Regions from separate parts of the Mus musculus genome. Here all the other regions are linked to region 1. Evidence: chromatin contacts called from public promoter capture Hi-C data. All regions are on one chromosome and are shown on one strand. The core of a region is the stretch at or near the end of the contact, and the rest is flanking DNA. Distances in the headings are between cores, read along the strand shown. Region 1 holds the start of Ndufab1 (NADH:ubiquinone oxidoreductase subunit AB1). Region 2 overlaps Cdr2 (cerebellar degeneration-related 2). Region 3 has its middle 15 kb from the start of Slc5a11. Region 4 holds the start of Tnrc6a (trinucleotide repeat containing 6a).

Evidence for each region. Promoter capture Hi-C pulls out the DNA fragments that hold promoters and counts their contacts.
Region 2: a promoter capture Hi-C map of fetal liver shows a contact between it and region 1, with 3 times the contacts expected there. The contact joins the enhancer-like site here to the promoter of Ndufab1 in region 1. A contact is called at or near these places in 10 of 39 promoter capture datasets (the 3T3-L1 cell line, 3T3-L1-derived adipocytes, the C10 cell line and 5 more).
Region 3: a contact with region 1 is called in a promoter capture Hi-C map of liver, with 2.6 times the contacts expected there. The contact joins the enhancer-like site here to the promoter of Ndufab1 in region 1. A contact is called at or near these places in 3 of 39 promoter capture datasets (hippocampal neurons and liver) and 1 of 115 datasets of contacts at active chromatin or transcription factors (embryonic stem cells).
Region 4: a contact with region 1 is called in a promoter capture Hi-C map of pre-B cells, with 3 times the contacts expected there. The contact joins the promoter of Tnrc6a here to the promoter of Ndufab1 in region 1. A contact is called at or near these places in 8 of 39 promoter capture datasets (the 3T3-L1 cell line, 3T3-L1-derived adipocytes, the C10 cell line and 3 more), 1 of 484 Hi-C or Micro-C datasets (bone marrow-derived macrophages), 1 of 115 datasets of contacts at active chromatin or transcription factors (astrocytes) and 2 of 9 other capture datasets (adipose tissue and liver).

What each region holds. Positions count from the first base shown.
Region 1 is chr7:122,100,082-122,103,454 of GRCm38.p6, forward strand. It overlaps Ndufab1 (NADH:ubiquinone oxidoreductase subunit AB1), which reads right to left and starts at 1,767. Exons shown (of 5, transcript NM_001360744.1): 1 at 1,574-1,767. The coding sequence starts at 1,741.
Region 2 is chr7:120,967,917-120,971,289 of GRCm38.p6, forward strand. Cdr2 (cerebellar degeneration-related 2) reads right to left here. Exons shown (of 5, transcript NM_007672.2): 2 at 2,410-2,522. Among named protein-coding and RNA genes, the nearest start is that of Cdr2, 13 kb to the right of the region's middle. Within about 2 kb of position 1,500, at least 17 of the 459 cell types and tissues checked have an H3K27ac peak or open chromatin away from gene starts, as enhancers often do. A contact at or near this core is called in fetal liver, where this site is marked.
Region 3 is chr7:123,197,685-123,201,057 of GRCm38.p6, forward strand. No RefSeq gene overlaps it. Among named protein-coding and RNA genes, the nearest start is that of Slc5a11, 15 kb to the right of the region's middle. Within about 2 kb of position 1,672, at least 22 of the 459 cell types and tissues checked have an H3K27ac peak or open chromatin away from gene starts, as enhancers often do. A contact at or near this core is called in liver, where this site is marked.
Region 4 is chr7:123,122,337-123,125,709 of GRCm38.p6, forward strand. It overlaps Tnrc6a (trinucleotide repeat containing 6a), which reads left to right and starts at 1,549. Exons shown (of 24, transcript NM_144925.3): 1 at 1,549-1,996; 2 at 2,332-2,379. The coding sequence starts at 1,992.

The sequences.
Region 1 (3,373 bases), core at 517-3,016:
AACTTCCAAGCCAACTGATTTCACTCATCTAAGCTGGGTGAGTCAGAGAAAACCCTTTAACAAAGCTTGCTTACCATCTGCTTTCTGGCTGTGCAGAGGACATCCACAGTCCAATAACAAATCTAAAATGTTTTGCAAACAACTGTGTCTCCACATCTGTGAATGACCGTAACCAAAACCATTCTGTAAGCATAAAGCAGTTCCTCTACTATCTGTATAAAGCAGACAGAGAGCACACCACCTGTTCAAAGCATGGTCCCAGGACCCCATCTAGAAAGCCCACAAAAATACTTTATGCACAACTTAAGTTTGAGAAGTAACATTTTAGCTTAATCTGAAATTGGTCTCTAGATCCTAAGGCACAGCAGCTTTACTGCCCTTTTTTTTTTTTTAAAGATTTATTTATTACATGTAAGTACACTGTAGCTGTCTTCAGACACACCAGAAGAGGGCGAAATATCTCGTTACAGATGGTTGTGAGCCACCATGTGGTTGCTGGGATTTGAACTCTGGACCTTCGGAAGAGCAGTCGGGTGCTCTTACCCACTGAGCCATCTCACCAGCCCCCTTTACTGCCCTTTTAACACTTTTATAATGACAACCTTTTGGTCTAGCCAATGGGACAATGGCCTGCCTATCTATTACACTGTCGGTGAATCTCAACACAGGATGTAGAACCTTAGCTCTTCTTGTAGCGTGCAGGTGTGACTGAAACCACTACTTCAGGAAGGTCACTGAGTATGAGAATCGGTTCTTCAACTTGGCCCAAAGTCTACTACAGTACTTCCTAACCTTGCATGCACACTGGAACTTAAAACGCCATGCCAGGGCTTGATACCAGCGGAAAGAGTCAGAAGGGGAGCGGGAAGAGGGCTAGTTAGGGTTGAAAGTGACATCCTCACAGAGTTTAAGCCCCACACTGGTTTCATCAAATATGCAAACTACACAGGACTTGTTTCCTATCCTTACTTCCAGAAAGTTCACAGACAAAAGGTGCCACAGGGGGGAAATTACAATAGAACTCTGGGAACCTAGAGAATACTCTGCAGAGGACTATTATGGGCAAGTGGCTTTCCTCTTGTGTACGTCCTTGGAAGTGACCACGGTAATTGCCAATCGCAGTAGGTGCTCTACTCGAACTCTCACCTAAACTTCATTGCCACTCCGCAAGGATGAGAGCTGGTGTCCAATTTTGTTCTTCAGTCAAGACTGGGTCAAAAGCCGGGCATGGTGGCGCACGCCTTTAATCCCAGCACTCGAGAGGCAGAGGCAGGAGGATTTCTGAGTTCAAGGCCAGCCTGGTCTACAAAGTGAGTTCCAGGATAGCCAGGGCTATACAGAGTCTCGAAAAACCAAAAAAAAAAAAAAAAAAAAAAAAAAAAGACTGGGTCAAAGTCCTGTGCTCTAATCATAAGACACTTAGCTTCGCGACAGGGGTCAACCAAAACCCGTCAGGCAGTGGGGCTAGCCGTGTACCCCATCACCCCTGCAGGTTCTGTGCAGCCCCTCCCCCAACCCGGACGGCCCGGGGCCCTGACCCCTGACTAGCCCCGGCAAAGTCACCGCAAGTCACCTGCGCGAGCGCCAAGGCGGACTGCAGAGCCCCGGGTCTCCTCCGGATTCCCTCAGGGCATAGGGTGGTGCTGAGCGGCCGCGCCAAGGCCAACGTGGGAAGCCGGGGCAGCGGCGCGAAGGCCGCGGGCAGGCGGCGGACACAGGCGCAGAGGACACGAGACGCCATGGCTACGCCAACCCAGGATGCACTGCGCCGCAGCCTCCCGCCGCGGCCGCAGCTAGCGCCGTACGCCGGCGACGTACAGAGCGGCGCTTGAGGGCTGCGCGGGCGCGGGCGGACCCTAGCGGCTCCCAGCCGCGCTGCACCCACCTCCTTTAGAAGGACAAGGGCTGCTGTGGTTGCAACTGCACAAATGCCATCTAACCCTAAACACTGTCACTGACCCAAAAGAGAAACCGACTTGATTCTTCTCCCAAAGTTCTGAAATATATTGTTGGCTGTCAGTAGAGAGGAAGCGCCTAGCCTCGCCGAGACTTGAAGTAGCGAGGTACCCAGGGGGGTCCCCACCATCTCAGAGACGGAGAAGGGGATGGGGATGGGGGAAGGATTGTGGGAGGGGCTGACCGGGAGCGGGGAGGTAAAGTGAATAATTAAAAAATAAATAAATAAAGAGAAGTTTTAGGCAATCAACAATATGGGTTGGCCCACAATCAGCGAAAGGGGCACTCTCAAGCCTCAAATTAATTCATTAAATAAGGTTTTTCCTCCTAAATAAAAAGGATAGAGAATTTGAGAGGGGAATATGCTAGATTGTGAATTTTATAATGTCTAGCCTATGGGAGAAAGAGGCAGGAATTTCAGGGCAAAATCAACTCGACAGTAATTTTTTGCCTTTTCTTTGTGTCCCTTTCTGCAGAATGGTATATTAAAACTGCATCATTTTCAGAAAAAAAAAAAAAGTTGGGTGGGGATCATGGCATAGTGGCAAACAACATTAATACCATCACTCTGCAGCCAGGAGGATCTCTGAGAGTTGAAGAACACCCTGGTCTACACTGCAAGTTCCAAGCCAGCCAGGGCTACATAGTGAAACCCTATCTCTGAAAAATAAAATATGTCACGTTTCTCCCATAGCGCTAAGATTTTGTTATTGTTGTTTCAGTGAAAACTCAGTACACATTATAAGTGTGAGTTTTAAGACTAGTAGCCAAGTAGGTGTGACTGTCACGTCCTCATTCCCAACTCCAGAGGCTGAGGCAGGAGGATCATCTTATGGTGGTAGCCTAGACTACATAGCAAGGCCCTGTCTCAAAATAGATAAATAAACAAATAACCCCCCCCTCCACAAACCTCCCAAACTCCGTGTGCTTACAGTAACCTGGAGACCAGGAAATGGTGAAGTACAACAGTACATATTTTAAATTTTGATAATGCATGGATGTAGGGAATTTGCCTAGCATGACCGTTCTAGGTTCAGTCTGCAGTACAGCCAAAAGCGAAACTGGACAATGTGTGTATATTACAGATTAGGCAGGTTACTTACAGCTTTGCAGGTAGAATTCATTTTGACACTTCAGGATCTGAGACGGTGAACAAAAATGGACAAGTGAAGCCCACACACCAACTAGACACTAAGCAGGCAGACACCAAAGTCAAACTCCTGCACTAACGCACCTTCAAAGTGCCCTTTCCTTTGTTTTCAGCTAAGACTTTCTGGTGTAAGTTGAACATGCCTAGAAGCGGCCCTGTTCATCCCTCTCAATATCAGAAACGTGTACCCCATAACCTAAAAAATGTGCCTAGTACCTTCATCAATGATTTAAACTGAGCATGCTCAGAAGTCAGTGTGGGGATAAA
Region 2 (3,373 bases), core at 250-2,749, 1.1 Mb before region 1:
GGCTTGAGAGATGGCTCAGCAGCTTAGAGTACTTGTTGCTACATGAGGACCAGACTTCAATTCCCAGCACTGACATGTCGGCACACATTGTCTATAACTCCAGTTCCATAGAATCTGATGCTCTCTTCTGGTTCCCATGGGCACCAGGCAGAAACATGATGCGTAGACATGCAGAAAAAACACCCATACACATAAAATTTTACAAATCATAATAAAACTTTAGAAATGTGTGTGTGACTAAGTCTCAACTATGTAGTCCTGGTTAGCCTACTGGTACCCACTATGCAGACCAGGCTGGCCTTGAACTCACAGAGATCTGCCCATCTCTGCCTCCTAAGTGGAGGGATTAAAATCATGCCCTATTACACCAGCTCAATTTTCTTTAAAACAAACAAACAAACAAACAAACATGTTCTAAATTTTCATTTATGGATTGTCTGGGGTATGCGTGTGTGTATTGTCTGGGGTGTGTGTGGATCATCTGGGGAGGTTGTGGATCGTCTGGGTGTATGGATCTTCTTGGGGGGTGTGAATACCATGGCACAAATGTGGAGTCAGAGGACAACTTGAAGGAGTCAGTTTTCCCCTCCCATTCTAAGTCCTGAGTAAAGTCATCTTGGTAGCCATTTTTAAACATCAAAAACAATACTTCAATTACTGATCATCTTTTACAATGACTGTTTGAAATGCACTAATAGCCTCTGGAAGAATACTTGGCATTAGTATTATAATCAGTCCTTGGAAGCTGAACCATCATGGCACCTTTAGTTCTAGCACTTGGGAGGCAGAGGCAAATAGATCTCTGCAAATCTGAGGCCAGCCTGGTCTACATGGTGAGTTCTAGGATAGCCAGGACCACATGGTGAGACCTGTCTCAATACCCGACCCCCGACCCCCGCCCCCGTGTTCTTCATAGTAAGTCTTAGAGACTTCCTCCTCCTGTTCTCACCAGCTGACCAGTATCCCTCATCCCCGATCAGTATTTTGTTCAACAATGGTTTCAACTCATTTTAGATCTCTCTGGGAGATGGGGTAAATGCTGACTTTTTGGTTCTTAATCATAACTGTTTTTCTTTCTCTATCTTTTTCAATTTTCAAGACAGGGTTTCTCTATGTAGCCCTGGGTGTCCTGGAACTTACTCTGTGGATCAGGCTGGCCTCAAACTCACAGGCCCACCTGCTTCAGTTTGGGTGCTGACGATTAAAGGTACGCATTACCACACCTGCCTTATTGTTTTTGTAAATTAGAAAACAACAACACTCCCACTCCATGTTTTAATTACTTGTCTAGTGAGGAAAACTGTCAATAAAATTTTGAAAAGTTTAGGACCCCGGAGACTTAGGGACAGAGCGTGTATTCAGCACTCGAAATCCACAGAAGCAAATGAAACCGAAGTAAAAGTTAGGTTAAAATTTGCACAAGTCACTACACTCATGTGAAGTTCAAACAGAGGCTAATCCAGGGTGTCTGGGTGGGGTGCTGGTTACTGGGGTAGTGAGTGAATGACTGATAATGTTTTCACTCCTTATCTGAGTGTAGGCTGCACCGGTATGTTTACTTCACAAAAATTTGTAAAGGCTGAGGCAGGAGACTGAGTCTCAAACCGACCCAGATTGCAGAACAACACTTCCTGTCTCAAATAAATAACAAGAATTTGACTAATTCTTTAAGTTTAAGCACAGGTCGTTAAAATAAATTATAAAATCAAATACTGCATCAAAACAAACCTTCCTACCTAACTCTAAATATGGAATGGTGTTTAGTTGGAAGGAGGGAGGTGCCACCAAAGAAGAGTATGCAGGGAATGTCAATAGTCTGGGCAGTTCTCTCCCCAAACTGGGGGGTGGCGGTGGGGGGGCTGGGCTGCACAGTCCTGTTCTGCATGTGCTTTCCGCATGTGTTTCTGCATGCACTTTCTGCATGTGCTTTCCCGCATGTGTTTCCCGCATGTCTTTCCGCATGTGCTTTCCCGCATGTGTTTCAGCATGTGCATGCTTTCCACATGTGTTTCTGCACGTGCTTTCTGCATGTGCATGCTTTCTGCATGTGTTTCTGCATGTGCGTGCTTTCCTGTATACCTTCCATGTTGCATAACTAATTTTATTACTAAAAGAAAAAGAAACTTAAAAAACTAAGTACAACTTCATAGCATTTGCTTTACACACTGGCAAATACTAGATTGTTTACTTTTACACACTTTACCAAGGTTGAAGAGAAAACTATTTTTAATCAGAGCATACTTACCTACTAGGCACATCTAAAGAAAGTGTCTTTGGTGGTTCAATTTCTCAAAAAAGACTACTTCCAAGTTGAATACTATTTCTAGCTGCAAGTGCTATTTTAGAGGTCGATGACAACAGCAGAGAGCCACACATCAGAGGATGTACCTCTCCCACTGAATAAATTACCTCGATTTCCTGTAACTGCTCCTGATTGGTTGTGTACATCTGCTGAAGAGAATCTTCCAACTCTGTGTTCCGATCCAGTAGCGTCTTTCCAAGTTCAGCAGCAAGCTGGAGATCTGGCACAACAAACAACTCTTAGGACGCAGCAAGTCCAATGAGCTCACTTCAATTTTTATATAACTCAGTTCTTAAAGTAAATGAAGCAAGCCCCACACATGCAAGTCAGGTCCCAGTAGAACGCAGAATGACCTAAAAGAAATCCGAGTCCTACTTAAAATTCAGTTGACCTGGGGCCTGCTAGCAGGTGAAGGACTCTCTCATGCACCCTGTCAGACATAAAAGACAGTAGTCTATTTCATAGAGATGTGGGCATTATTTCAGAAATGACCATTCAGTCTTACAATTCCAAATAGTCTTTTGGTAAAAGACTTATTCAAATCCTGACATTGTGCTTTTGAGATGAATCCTTGAGCCAAAGAGATAGGCCTCTTAGCAGCCTCCAAAATTTCTAGCAAGCTACTGTGAACACAACTGGCAAAGCAAAGTTTGTTGTCTGGACTCCTTTAAATTGTTTCCTTTGAATTTGTGTGTGTGTGTGTGTGTGTGTGTGTGTGTGTGTGTGTGTGTCTATGAGAGTTTATGTACCGCTGAAGGTCAGAAGCAACACTGGACCCCATGGAACTGGGGTGACATGTGGTTGTGACCTATTGATGTGAGTGCTAAGAACCTACTCCAGATCCTCCACAAAAGCAGGCCATGCTCTTAATGACTGAGCTCTCTCTCCAACCCCCTATATCCTAGACTCTCAGGGCAGCTAAACATTAATGCCAGTGGTGAGATACTTGTTTCACACACAAGTCTGTCTCTCCCAACCCCAATTCCTATCACATCTTTTTTGTTCTTCTTCTTTTTTTTTTTTTTCCGTTTTGTTTAGTTTTTTGTTTTTTTAAGGCAAGGTTTCTCTGTG
Region 3 (3,373 bases), core at 422-2,921, 1.1 Mb after region 1:
CCCAGCACTGAGTGGCACTGATGGGATCCTGGGGACATGTCAAGTCAGCCAGTCTAGCAGAGGCTCAGCGAGAGTCACTGTCTCGAGAAGTAAGGTGAAGGGGCTGGCAAATTGGCTCATGGAGGTGGGGGACCTCATTTCAAAAACTGATGACTTGAGTTGTTCAGTCTTTGGAGGTCACATAAAGGTGGAAGGAGGTAACCAGGGCCACAAAGTAGTCCCCCGATCTCCACTCAAGTACCCCACTACCACCACACACCCACAGAGTAATAGATAAAAGAAGTAAGGTAATAGTGACAGAGGGAAGGCTGGTGAGATGGCTCAGTGGGTAAGAGCACCCGACTGCTCTTCCGAAGGTCTGGAGTTCAAATCCCAGCAACCACATGGTGGCTCACAAACATCTGTAACAAGATCTGACGCCCTCTTCTGGATTGTCTGAAGTCAGCTACAGTGTACTTACATATAATCAATAAATATTTAAAAAAAATAGTGACAGAGGGAGACACCAACAATTGCTCTGGCTCTATAGACCCCCCCCATTCATATGCATACTCATACGCACACACACCCATACACATTCATATGCACACACTCATACACACACCTATACGCACTCATACGCACACACTCACACTTATACACACACTCATGTGCACACACTCAGACACCACCCCAGCAGGGATGCAGTTGAGAAGCAGTTCACTTGCCTAGCATGCCCAAAGCACTAGAAAAAAAAATTTTTTTTTCCTTTTAAATGTATGTGCATGTGTGTTTTGCCTGAGTGTATGTATGTGCTCCACATGCAAGCAGTGCCCAAGGAAGGCAGAAGAGAGAGTCAAGTCTTGTAGGACTGAGAGTTACAGGTGGTACTGAGTTGCCATGTGGGTGCTGAGAGCCCAGGGCCTCTGGAAGAGCAACCAGTGCTCTCAACCACTGATCTATCTCTTCAGCCCCCAAATAGATATTCTTAAATTGAGTCTTGATTTTGAGGTGAACCAAATCTTAGAAATCCCTAAGTAGGGCTGAAGTAACGGTTCAGCAGGTAAGAGCACTAGCTGCTCTTTCAGAGGACCCAAGTTCAATTCCCTCACGTGGCAGCTGTAACTACAGTCCCAGGAGACCTACACCCTCTTCCGGCCTCCTAGGGCACCAGGCAAGCACATAGAGCTCTTATATACACGCAGCCAGTCACACCCACAGAGAGCAGTGAATCTTTAAACATAGATAAAAATCTCCGAAGTGAAACCGAGAGAGTCCAAAGGTGAGGGAACAGAGCAGGGCAGAGCTCTTACACTTGGCAGTTCCTGACCTTGGAAACCTCCTCTGGTTTCTGGTTAAGGAGGCTTCGGAATTGGAGCTACCTAGGGGGAAAGTCTCAGCAGGCCGCTTGCACCTCTGAGCGAGCGCTGGCCCAATCCAGCCCACCTGTTTTCCTCTCAAGCGTTTCTGACAGGGCCATGTCAGCGTCCCGCCACATCCACCCACAGCATCCTCTTGGCCTCGGCATCTCTCTGTTCCTACATAACACTCAGCTCCTTGCATTTTCATAAACAGACAATTTTCCTCCAGTAAGTTGCCAGAGCTAAGAACGTGGCTTCAGACAGTGTCTTGCTCATGGCCCACAGAGCCACTACCTCAGTCAAAATGAAATCTGACCTTTGTTCCTCTCTGTTCAAGCTGGTCACTGCTGTGATTACAACCCTTCAGTGACTTCAGCAACTGGGGAGAGCCAGTCTCCACAGGAGGCAGGACTGCAAGGTTGTCTCCTACCTCAGGACATTTGCTCTTGCCTGTACCACTTTAATTCCAGATGTGGCTGGTTGCCTCCTGACCCCACTTCAGGTGCTACTTTGGGGAACCCTAAGTTCAGTCTCCCTCTCAACTAGGGCAAATTTATCCCCATCAATACTGGGACGATGTGGCCACATCTGTAGACCCTGTTAATGGAGAGAGCCATGAGCTCTACTCCTTACCAACCAAGAGAATGTGACTGCTGTTAAACTTAGCATGCACCGGGCCGGGGCAGCAGGAGTATGTACCACGAACCTGGCACCCAGCACCAGGCACCCGGCAGCGTACGCGACAGTCCAGCATGCACAACTCACAGCTGTCTGCACCCTCAGTGCTCTGCTGTCTGGATAAATCTGGTGCAGTCTTGCCAAGGCCAGTTTCCATCTATAAGCTCCAAATGCAATGAGAATGACTCAGTGGGACTTCCAGCTATCAAGCCCTCGAGAAACGGCCAGATCTTACCGTGCCCCGGAGGTCTTGTGTGATCTGCTTCTATAGCGGCCCTCTGACCGCACCCTGTTCATGCACTCAGGACTTCTCTACTTGGCTTCAGGTTTCCTGGTGTGGTGCCAACACAGCTACCTGTGCGAGAGACTGGGAGGAGCTATGGCCAGCAAGCTCTACACACAAGGTAACCTACACATTCCAGAGAGAACCCCACACCCCAGAAAGAGGAGACAGGAGATGAAGGGGATATAGTTAGGGACGCCCCCAACCCCCTTTTTGTACTTTTGAGATAGGTTCTTACTGTGTAGCCCAGGCTAACTTCAGACACACAGTCCTCTGGCTTCAGCTTCTTGGGTGCTGGGGTTACAGGAATGCATTACTTCTCTGGGTAGAGACTACCATTAATGCCCTGGGTATAAAAAGATGGACATCTCCTGGGACGGCCTGGCTCTGTCCTCCCATTCATTACATGCTAGAAACTTGATGCTCACTCTCATACGTTAATGGTACTTAGAGCCTTTGGAAAAATGAAAAAAAAAATCAACCCATCCATGCCTTAATGGATTATTGGGTATGGAATGTGACTGTGCGATAAATGTAACCTCTCTCCTGAAAGCTTACTCTGACTCCGCGTTAAGACCCAGCAAGAAGACCCTTGCCAGATGTCAAATACAAGCCGGCGCCATGTTTCTGGAATTCCCAGCCTCCAAAACCGTGAGCTAAATAACTCTATTATTTTTTATAAGTTATACAGCTTCAGATATTTTGTGTCAGCAACAGAAAGAAGACTGAGGCGGCAGGCAAGCAAGGAGAGGGCGGTCTAGAACAGTTGGGTGGCTGCGGGGCATCACACGAGGACAGGAAGCCTTGCTTCTGTCTGGAGCTCAGGGGTGGAGTTGCATAAGGAAGCTAGGTTGGAAGCCAATGGGAGAAGGAGGTGGGGAATGAGATGGGGGCCAGGAACTGCACCACTGCGCATGTGTGCCCTTGAAAAAAGCAGCTAGACCATTCGGAATACACACCAAGAGGAGTAGAGGGACCTCAGGTGGGGATAGCCAAAGGGGAGTTCTGAAAGGCGGAAGTCACGGGGAGGAGGTGGAAACAAGAAGCTTCCTGCTAAGGAAGAGGAGTTTCA
Region 4 (3,373 bases), core at 299-2,798, 1.0 Mb after region 1:
CAGGAACTCAAGGCAAGAACCTAGAGGCAGAAACTAAAGCAGAGACATAGAGGAGTGTGCTGCTTACTGGCTTGCTCCCCATGGCTTGTAGCATGCTTTCTCATACAACCTGGGATGGCCTCTAAAGAGCTTCCATATCAACTATTAATCAAGAAAATGCCTATAGAGTTGCCTACAGCAATTTGATGGGGGCATTTTCTCAGATGACTCCATCTTGTATCAGTTTAACAAAGAACCTAACCAAAGTTGATCCTGTGTGTGTGTGTGTGTGTGTGTGTGTGTGTGTGTGTGTGTGTGTTATAGATCACTAGAACTCAGGAGAGAGAGATAGGCAGATTTCTGAGTTTGAGTCCAGTCTGGCCTACATAGGCTAGCCAAGGATATAGAGTAAGACCCCCATCTCAAATAAATTAAAATGTAAAAATTACTAGCATTTATTTGTTATTCTTCATTTTGCAATTTGTAATTTTTTTCCAAAAAATGTTTATAGGGTGTTCATAAAATTAAGAACACCAAAAGAAGAAAAATGCAAAACAGACGTTAACATGCTGGCTAGTTCCTTTCTGGGCATTCATCCACTCATTAGCTAACTACAACACACATTTCTCCTAGAGCAGAAGCAGACAATCACAGAGCTTGTTTCATGGGAGAGACTGGAGCAGGTTTAAACCAGTTAAAGGACTTAGAATAGAAAAGGGCAAAAGAAGGTTGTCTGCAGAGCGAGTTTTCTGAGAAAGTAAAAGGGAGTAGATTTTAAGTAGAGGAGAAATGTGCAGATTACTAGCATTATATGCACCGAATATGTATGTACCTATGTGCATTATAATATCTTAATGCATTATATTGCAGCATCCCCCTTTGGGTATGTATCTTATTGTATTTACAATCAGGTATGTGTCTATATTGTAATTTAAGAAAATAATTGTAATAATTGTATCTTCATGTATTATATTACTGTATCTTATTTTATCTACATGTAGACTTACATACTTTACCTACAGACATGTATCTTACAGTGTTCACATGTAAGAATTTTTGGGTGTTCACATGTCTTTCTGAGAACTAGTATGGCATCTGCGTTTCCATTCTTTTATTGTAACCAAGACCCCAGGTATTGCAAGTAGCTGCGTTTAATGCCACCTCATAGCATTAGATGTCGTAGCTGGCTACAGTTATTCAACCTTTCCTGTGCATTTGAGTTAATATCTTGATTGTGAAGTACTTAAAAGTGATACCCAAATGGTTATTTCTTGAGCAGAGAAATTCGTGCAAGTGGAATTGCTGAGTCAAGGGTGTGTAAAAATTTGAGGCACAAAAATAAAAAAAATGAAACTTCTGGGATGCATTCTTCACCTGGGAAGAGGCACAAATCGAGAGGTTAAATAAATGTGGCTGAAGGTCAAAAGTAATTAGATGTGGGTGAATTTAAAAAACGGCGCGGGCTAGTCTGGCAGCGGCAGGGGTGGAATTTGCGGTTTGCTGGATTTTTTTTTTTTTTTTTTTTTTAAAGGCGTGTTTCTGTAAGGGAGGGGCCGGGCCGAGGGGAAGGAAACTTGTGTCGCAGTAAAGAAGGAGGAGGGGATGGTCCGAGGCAAGCCCGAGCCAGCCTCGGCGAAAAAGGCCGCGCTCCGCTCTTGCCAGGCCCCAGAGCCGCTCGTGGGGAACCTCGGAGTTCCCCGACAGCTCCGGCGAAGTCCTGGACGCGTCAGACAGTTGTCAAGTGGCTGCCTCGTCCGGCAGGCCTAGTTGCTAGGACCTCCATCTTGGGGCTCCCGGGCCACGGCGCCCCCGGAAGGGGTTGCGAGTGGGGCATTCACTTCCGGTCTGGGGCCTGCGGCGGCAGCGGTGGCGGCGGCGGCGGCGGCGGCAGCGGGACGGTGTAGAAAATGGCGCTGGTGCAGCGGCTCGGGCCTGTCCCCGCGGCGCTGCGGAGGGCTTGAGGCTCGCGAGCCTCGTTCCCCGCGCCTCACGCGCTAGTGCACTTTACACACATGAGGTGAGCGGACCGGAGGGGAGGCTCGCTCGGGGGGCCAGGAGCCAGCCTCCGGCGCTGCCGCAGGACCCCCTCGGGCTGATGGGCGGCGGCGCGGGGCAGTCCCCGGGGGGACGCGGGCGTGGGCGGGAGTCCCGGGCGGTCCGGGAAGCTTGGTCCGGCGCGGGCTACGGCTCTGGGCTCGGTCGCCCTGGGCTCGGCGGCCCGCAGCGCTGCAGCCCGCAGCCCCGCCCCTCCCCCACCGCGCGGGCGCTCTGCCGCAGCAGCTCCGTTTTCACGCGCATCCCCTCCCCCCGTTTTTTTTTTTTTTTTGTGTTTGTTTTTGTTTGCTATTTCAGAGAATTGGAAGCTAAAGCTACCAAAGACGTAGAGAGAAATCTTAGCAGGTAAGATGGGCGAGCCTTCGGTCTCCCGCCCCTTTATAATCGTGTGTTTCCACTCTGCTTCGCTCTTCCTGGGTTTACGGACCCCCCCCCCCCAACCTCCACCCCCACCCCCCAACCCCGTGTCATTTGCTTTCGCACTCACGGAACAGACATTCGGGAGAAACGGCCTCAGGGAATATTGCATGGGGGGGGCATTGCAGGGAGACGCGTAATTACGAGTGTGTTCGTTCTTAAAAAGAAAAGCAAAAGGCAGTTCTTGTAAACTTAGTTAAAGCATTCTCACCCTTTTAGAATTTAATTAGGGGACTTGTGCATTAATTACTATTGTAAATGGTTGCAGGCATTGTGTGACTCATGATTGAGGCGGCCCTTATGGCGGGCTGTCAAACTGTTTTGGCTTCCCCGTTATTACTTTGTAGCTAAATTGTTGCCTTTATAAAAAGATACTATGTGTTCACATTTTTTCCTCTCTGTCTCTGCACATTGTAGTCAGGCGGATTCTGTTGCATTGGAAACAGTTTTGTCCTTGAACTTCATGAAGCATAAACTGCGTTTTGTTTTCCTTTGAAACTACATTTTAGTCTGTGTTCAGTGTGTGCTCTTTTTATCAGTTGGGAAAGTAATTAAAAATTGTTACCAGTAAGTGATTATCACTTCTGCTGGGTCTGAGTGCTTTTGCACTGGTAACTGGTAAGCATCAAATACTACCTCAAAAGAGAAGTGGGGTTTTTTTTTGTTTGTTTGTTTGGTTAGGTTTTGTTTGTTTGTTTGTTTTTTTGTCTCCTACCCCGAAGTAATGCATTTCTGGAAAACGTTTAGTTCTATTGAGCTGTAATTTCTAAATTATCAGAGAATTGTACTATACTTGACCCGTTTTCAGATCCACGTTTAAACAGACTTTTCCTTTACCTATTTGTTTTTGCATCATATTTAGACACTCAGAAACTTACAGATTAATACAGTAAAAACAACTTCCATTTGTTTTAGGTCTTAA